2 separate regions of the Drosophila melanogaster genome follow, and region 2 is linked to region 1. The links are chromatin contacts, called in public Hi-C maps. All regions are on one chromosome and are shown on one strand. The core of a region is the stretch at or near the end of the contact, and the rest is flanking DNA. Distances in the headings are between cores, read along the strand shown.

Evidence for each region. A called contact is a pair of places that touch in the nucleus more often than the background predicts.
Region 2: a contact with region 1 is called in a Hi-C map of the Kc167 cell line, with 3 times the contacts expected there. The contact joins the promoter of Snx27 here to the promoter of Usp16-45 in region 1. A contact is called at or near these places in 25 of 107 Hi-C or Micro-C datasets (the D17-c3 cell line, the Kc167 cell line, the ML-DmBG3-c2 cell line and 8 more) and 1 of 6 datasets of contacts at active chromatin or transcription factors (the Kc167 cell line).

Annotation. Positions count from the first base shown.
Region 1 is chrX:5,419,634-5,422,835 of dm6, forward strand. It overlaps Usp16-45 (Ubiquitin specific protease 16/45), which reads left to right and starts at 1,900. Exons shown (of 5, transcript NM_167037.2): 1 at 1,900-2,034; 2 at 2,947-3,202. The coding sequence starts at 2,989. It overlaps spoon (spoonbill), which reads right to left and starts at 703. Exons shown (of 5, transcript NM_167034.2): 1 at 561-703. The coding sequence starts at 605.
Region 2 is chrX:5,736,316-5,739,484 of dm6, forward strand. It overlaps Snx27 (Sorting nexin 27), which reads right to left and starts at 1,716. Exons shown (of 6, transcript NM_167045.3): 1 at 784-1,716. The coding sequence starts at 1,109. It overlaps IntS6 (Integrator 6), which reads right to left. Exons shown (of 2, transcript NM_132025.3): 2 at 2,348-3,169.

The DNA.
Region 1 (3,202 bases), core at 650-3,149:
TTGTTATTTTCTGACTTTGAACTTGCACATTGTTGTTGCTCCAAACTCGAATACCAGTGCGGCCAAAAGAAGAGGAAGCCGTCGAACGGGGAGGTGAAGCAACAGCCTAAAAATTTGAAATTCCCCCGAACAAGCGAGAATGAGCGACACAGAGAGGCAAGCCAGAAGAGAGCACCAAAACAACAACAAATCAGGTGCAACAACATTGCCAGCTAGCCGAAAAAGTCCACATTGTTATAATCTTGGCAACGTGGTTTCCGATCATATGGTGGCCAAAAATGGGCGGGGATTGTATAATCGGGGGATATACTACTTTATATGTGTATACATATGTATGTATGCATAGACGCAATGTTTTCTTTGTGGGAGTGGCAGCTCCTTTTCGCCTTTGTTCTCTTTCAGGCGTAAAAAAACCGAACATTAACGGTGAAAGCTGTAACACACACAGACGCACTTATGCTCGGCATGTGTATGCGTGCGATTGTGGGTGTGTGTGTGTGTGAGTGCTGTCATTGTGTAATCGCCGAATTGAACTCCAAATTTTTTCCATAACCACTTACTGTCACTTTGCCGGAACAACAACAACAGCGGCAAGGCAGAGTCATACACTTAACAAAAAGTTGACAAAAAAAAGGTAGTTAAAACGTTGGCTATGGTACCGGGAAAGAGGTGCGAATAGAGCTCAAGACACGGACATTGGAACAAATCCACACAGAACAGAACATGACACCATTTTCCGTCACATCTCTCTGTTTTGGCAAACACACACACGCACTTTTTTTGTACTAGGTTATGTTCCGCGTGCTGCGATTTCTTACCTTTGTGAACCGCTTGGGTAACTTATTTTGCTCACTATCTTTGGGTGCTTTCAAAGCTATCTACTGCACACGCGAGTTGTGTATTGTTTTTGCTTATTTGCTGGCGATTTACTGTCGTTTTCTCAACGCTAAAGTGCTGCACGAATTAAACACGTGTCTACGTTCCACCTTTTACAAATCACAATAACATGGCCGGCGTGCGGCAGTGTTGCCATGCATCCGCAAAACTCTGGCAATCGGAGCTGCCTGCTTAATCACCCGCACTCGCGATGGCCAAATCCTCGAATTACAAGAGCCTTTGTGCACACAAAAAAAAAATATAGAAAAAATCACTTCACAGTTTGAATCGCAGCCCAATTATTTCTAGAAAGCCGAAAAACGTGTGCACGGAGTGCTGGTTATCAAATCGAATGGCAGCACATGCACAAACAGGGCTGCCCACGCTCATCGATAGGTATCGATTGGGGCAATAGGTATTTTCTTAGGCGGCGTTGCCACCGAATGTGCACAAAAGTGTTGCAAATTTCGCGATATTTCGTTACGATATTTTGTGGAGCAATACTTTTGGGCATTTGTAATTTTCCAACGTAGTTCTTGGGAAGTTCTGATTTCATTTTGTCTTACCACAATATGCTTGTTCATGCGAATTTCAGCCTATTTTTTGTCAGTATAGCGCACTATAAATCGATAATTTCGAAATAATATTTATATAGGAGCAGATAGCGACTTCAATATCTCAAAGAAAACAATCACTAAAAATCTTCTTTTTAATTTAACACAGTGATGTGTGTAATTCCAAATGATATTTTTTTAAATTTATAAAGCGGCGCAAAATAAAAAAAAGACCAAGCTAGTTAGTAGTGAATGCATACATAGATTTTTGAAATCCCTTCAATGATTTAATTACCTCCTGTTTGAGCGAAGAACATAAGCAGTGTGGATAATTAATTAAAATAATAATAATAGCAATTATTTGCAGCATAAGTTGAATGATATAAATGAATTATTTGCACATGTTTCGAGACCCTATAGTTTCTGACAACGGTTCAAATTGACCACACGCGAGATTTGCGACGAAAATAAGCAACGGTCACACTTGGTCACGTCGTTCACGTTTTCTATTTACGCATAAACGAATAAAAAGCGCCTAAAAGTGCTATAAAACATATATGTTGTGTGCTCATGTGCTACACATATCGCAGCGAGTAAATTTAAGGTAGTAGGCAGATCTTGTTGTGCATGTGTGTGGGTAATCACAGTTCTAGTTTTGTAATTTTTTATATTTCCTACACTGTAAGCTTGTTTATACATGAATATTGATGTATGTGCGTGTCTCGGCATGCAAGCAAACATGTTTAGGATTGTTTTTTGTGTGCCTTTCGGTTATTTGTCATTTTCTGACTTTGAACTTGCACATTGTTGTTGTTCCAAACTTGAATACCATTGCGGTCAGAAGAAGAGGAAGCCATCGAACAGAGAGGTGAAGCAACAGCCTAAAAATTTGAAATTGACCACACGCGGGAGTTGCGACCCAAATAAGCAACGGTCACACTTGGTCACGTCGTTCACGTTTTCTATTTACGCATATACGAATAAAAAAAAGTGCATAAAAGTGCTGTAAAACATATATGTTGTGTGCTTACGTGCAACGCATATCGCAGCGAGTAAATTCAAGGTACTACTCAGATCCTGTTGTGCATGTGTGTGGGGGTAATCACAGTTCGTGTCTATGTGTGCGTGCGTATGGGCTTGATTGGTTGGGTGCGTGTATGAGTTCGGGGTCCTTTGGATTTTCGAGAAATCATCGCAAAAAGGGTAATACATATATGTATGTATGTTTGGGTGGTCAAACAGCGGGGGCACTCAATTTCGCTGGCTGGCAGCGGGGCGACGAACTTAACCTCAAATCCTGGGTCACAGTTCCAAACGTGACGAAAGACAACAAAGCAAACAAAGCCAATAGGGTCAGTCTGTCGGTGCGAGTTCCAATCGAATTCAATCCCGTTGCCAGTTATACACATCGATAGCCGAATCGGAAGAGCAGCAGCAGGGTTGTGACTATAACGATTGCATTCGAAGCAATTCGAAGATTTGAATCTGTGATTGGAACGCTACATATTCCTTCCAGAGCGCGCCCACAAGGAGGCCAAGGCCAAGCAGCTACCTTGCCATGGTAAAGAAGCGTCAGGCGGACAGTCGCGACCACGATTGCTCAACGGATTCCGGCAATGAGGATCTGCATCATCGAAAAGGACTCGGCTCGCCCGGTCAGTCGGATGGCGCCACCCCCACCACCGCCAGCTGCCAGCACATCAAGAAGGCGGTGGACGCGGCCCGACTAAGGCGTCTACTGAAGTCCACGGGTCTACTCTACGAGTGCAGCC
Region 2 (3,169 bases), core at 466-2,965, 320 kb after region 1:
CTTTTTTAACCCAATTAACGCGGTAGCAACCCCCTGAAATGTGTGGATAAATCCAACAACAACCACCAAACACCAAGCAGGTAGCAGTGTTTATTGATATTCCCGGGCATTTCTGACCCACTACGAATTCACCTCCACTTCCAACTCCAACTTCAACACGCCCACTACTCCAGCAGAAAGAACGACCAATAAAAAAAAGTGGGCGGGGTCAGAGGTCGCACATGCAAGCTCTTCGTGGGGTTAACTTCGCTTACTTAACCCCTGGGCACCCCCCAAAAAAATACCAACACCATGAGCCATAAGCTTAAAGAGCTCACTCTTCAGATTGCCTTTTGAATATTTACAAACTCTGTGAGGTTTTCTTTTCCCACTCGGTGCCAAAATAAACTTCCTCGTGTTTCGAAAACTAAAATTCAAGCTATAATTTAATAAGAGGTAGGCATTAGTTAAACGTGTTTAACAGCAAGTAACTTGTGCACATTTTCCCAATTAGTGACAATTAGCACATGCCTTTAGTTGCAAATAGACGAAGTGGTCAAAGGCAGGTTTTCAACTCGCTTATAATGATTCTAAGGACTTTATGAAGTTGAAGGCAATTAAAGGTAAGTACGTCGCACTTTGGGGATGAAAACTAGTTTTAGAATGCAATTACTGAGGCGAGTTTAATGGTTCATTGAATAGTTTTAAACTCAATTTCGATGATACATCTGATAGTAGTGTGATATCAGCTCTTTGAGCTCCCAAAATATGAAAACTAGTCTATGTAACGTGGGTGGTACTTACACTTCCAGGATGCGATCGCCCTTCTTGATGCCCGCCTTCTCGGCCGCCCCATTCTCAAGGACGGCGCTCACGTGCTGAAGGGGGGCGTACAGCTCGCCGTTGATCGAGCGCAGTTGACCCCCCTCGGAAACTTGGCCGCGCACATTGAAGCCGAAGCCCGTTTCCGTTTTGTAAATGGTGACGACACGGGGTCCATTCGCTGTGGTCACGCCTACGCCGACGCCCATGACGACCGCGCCGCCCCCACCGCCGCCCGATGATGCGGTGACTACGGCGCTGGCGGGGGTTGGGGTTGGGAGGGGATGGTTTTCGCCAACGATGCTCATTGCGCCGGTCGTTCGCTCTCGCTCGCACTCAGTGGTGATGGCTGCTCTTCTGCCTCCACCGCACACCCCTCTCCACCTCCTCCTCCTCCTACGCTACTGCTGCTGCTGCTGCCCCTTTCCGACGTTCCTGCTTTCCGACTCACAGCAGCGCTGTGTTGTTTGCACAATATCTTTTGTTGTGTTATGGTTATTTCGCTCTTTTATTTTGCGTAATGTTTTCTGCAACTTCTTTTCGGCACACACACAGCACAACACACACACACACGTATAGAGACAGGCACCGCCACTTTTACTTTTTACGCTCCTCCCTCAATCCGCTTCACCGCTGTGAACTGCGCTCCACCGAAACTCCTCTGGCTGCTCTTTCGTTCGCACACACATACACGCGCACACACCGAAAAAAAATTTATTATTTATGTGGCTTATTTTATTTAACACACGCCTGTGTTTTCGCTCCTTATTTTATTTTCGCGCTGCGCATTTTTGTTCCGTTAGTTGGTCTGTTCTCTGTGTTGATACTCGTAGCGCAGACTTCCGATAACATTGAGTGTATCGCAGTAACTGCCAGTCGATGTATCGCTGGCGTCCTATCGCACTGGCGGACCGATTACGACTGAGCCATCGGGAGAGCAGATCAGCTGGCCGTTAATCGATAGCTATCGGTGCTGTGCAACACTACTATCGTCGGCCGCGAGCGTGACGAACGCAAATATGAGCAGCCACTTTTTAGTATTTTTGTGATATTTTGTGATTTAAAAATACCATACGGTATTTTAATCCGTTATTTTTCAAACCCACTCGACATAATACCGAATGCAAATTCGAAAATTTAACGGTACAATTTTAATTCAAAAAATTCGTGCAACGCATATTTGCATCAATTAAATCGAGGAAAATTTAATGATAATGCAAATAATTACAATAAAATAATATTAAAATGTTTGATAAATAGTCTTTCATTAAAAGCTAAGAAAAACTTGTTCTAAAACGTTCCAAAGCCAAAGACGTTAACTTATATCCCCCAAATTAGATGGTCTTAAATGATGCAATGGGTAAAAGTAAAAGGCTTTGGAGGAGCGACTGCGACCGCGAGAAGGGATCATTCATACATGGGGCATGGTCGCCGACGCTTTTGTATGGGCAGGGGGAGTGGAGGGAAGCTGAAAGGGTATGCCTTATGAGAAAATATATGGTTTTTGCGATGTACCCTAGATATTTCCACCCAACACATGAAACTTGAATGCAATGCTCCTCTTTTTATTTTCGTTTGATTTCGTATTGATTTCAGTTTGCTTTGCTGCTGCTCTGTTGATTCTGTTGTGGTGGTTGTCTTATGAAATTTGTTAAATACGCAGACTCTAAATTGTACATCATTATTTAATAATGAAGCAGTTCTAAAACACTGCCCGCCGCCTAACTACTAGTAAACGTTTTCTCTTTGTGTTTTTCGTTTTTGTTATATCTCAATTACTCACAGGCCATGCATACAAACATACACGTAAAAAAATAGTGCAAAAATGTATTACTTTTTTCTTGTTTTTCTATATGTATATAACAAACTGTACGTTTTCGCTTATCGTTTTGTCTGCCTTTCTACAGGCTATGCTCACATTACAATTCGCATAAATATTTTATAAAATAAACATAACATAATAGCAAATAATATATTGGAGGATTCAAGGAAATACAAGGTAATACAATTCTTTTTAATAATAAAACGCTGACCCGATTTATGTAATATCCTCTATATACATATATGTATATAAACATACACATATATATCTGTTTTTGAAGGGTCATCGCTTTTGTTTTTTACGTTCTCTATTCGTTTTGGCTAAAATCAAAGCAAAGTGTTCTTGAAACAGGTCCAACAAAAAATTGGCTAAAACGTGTGGGGCTCATTAAGCTCAAGCTTTTCCTAAACTTTTCCCTTTTTTTTTATACACATACACTACACTTAGATTTATCTTAATTTATCTAAGTCTATTTAAAATTATTCCTAAGCTCAAGAGTAAATTTTAATTTACGCTTACATATTTATACTAAGTAAAAAAAAAACT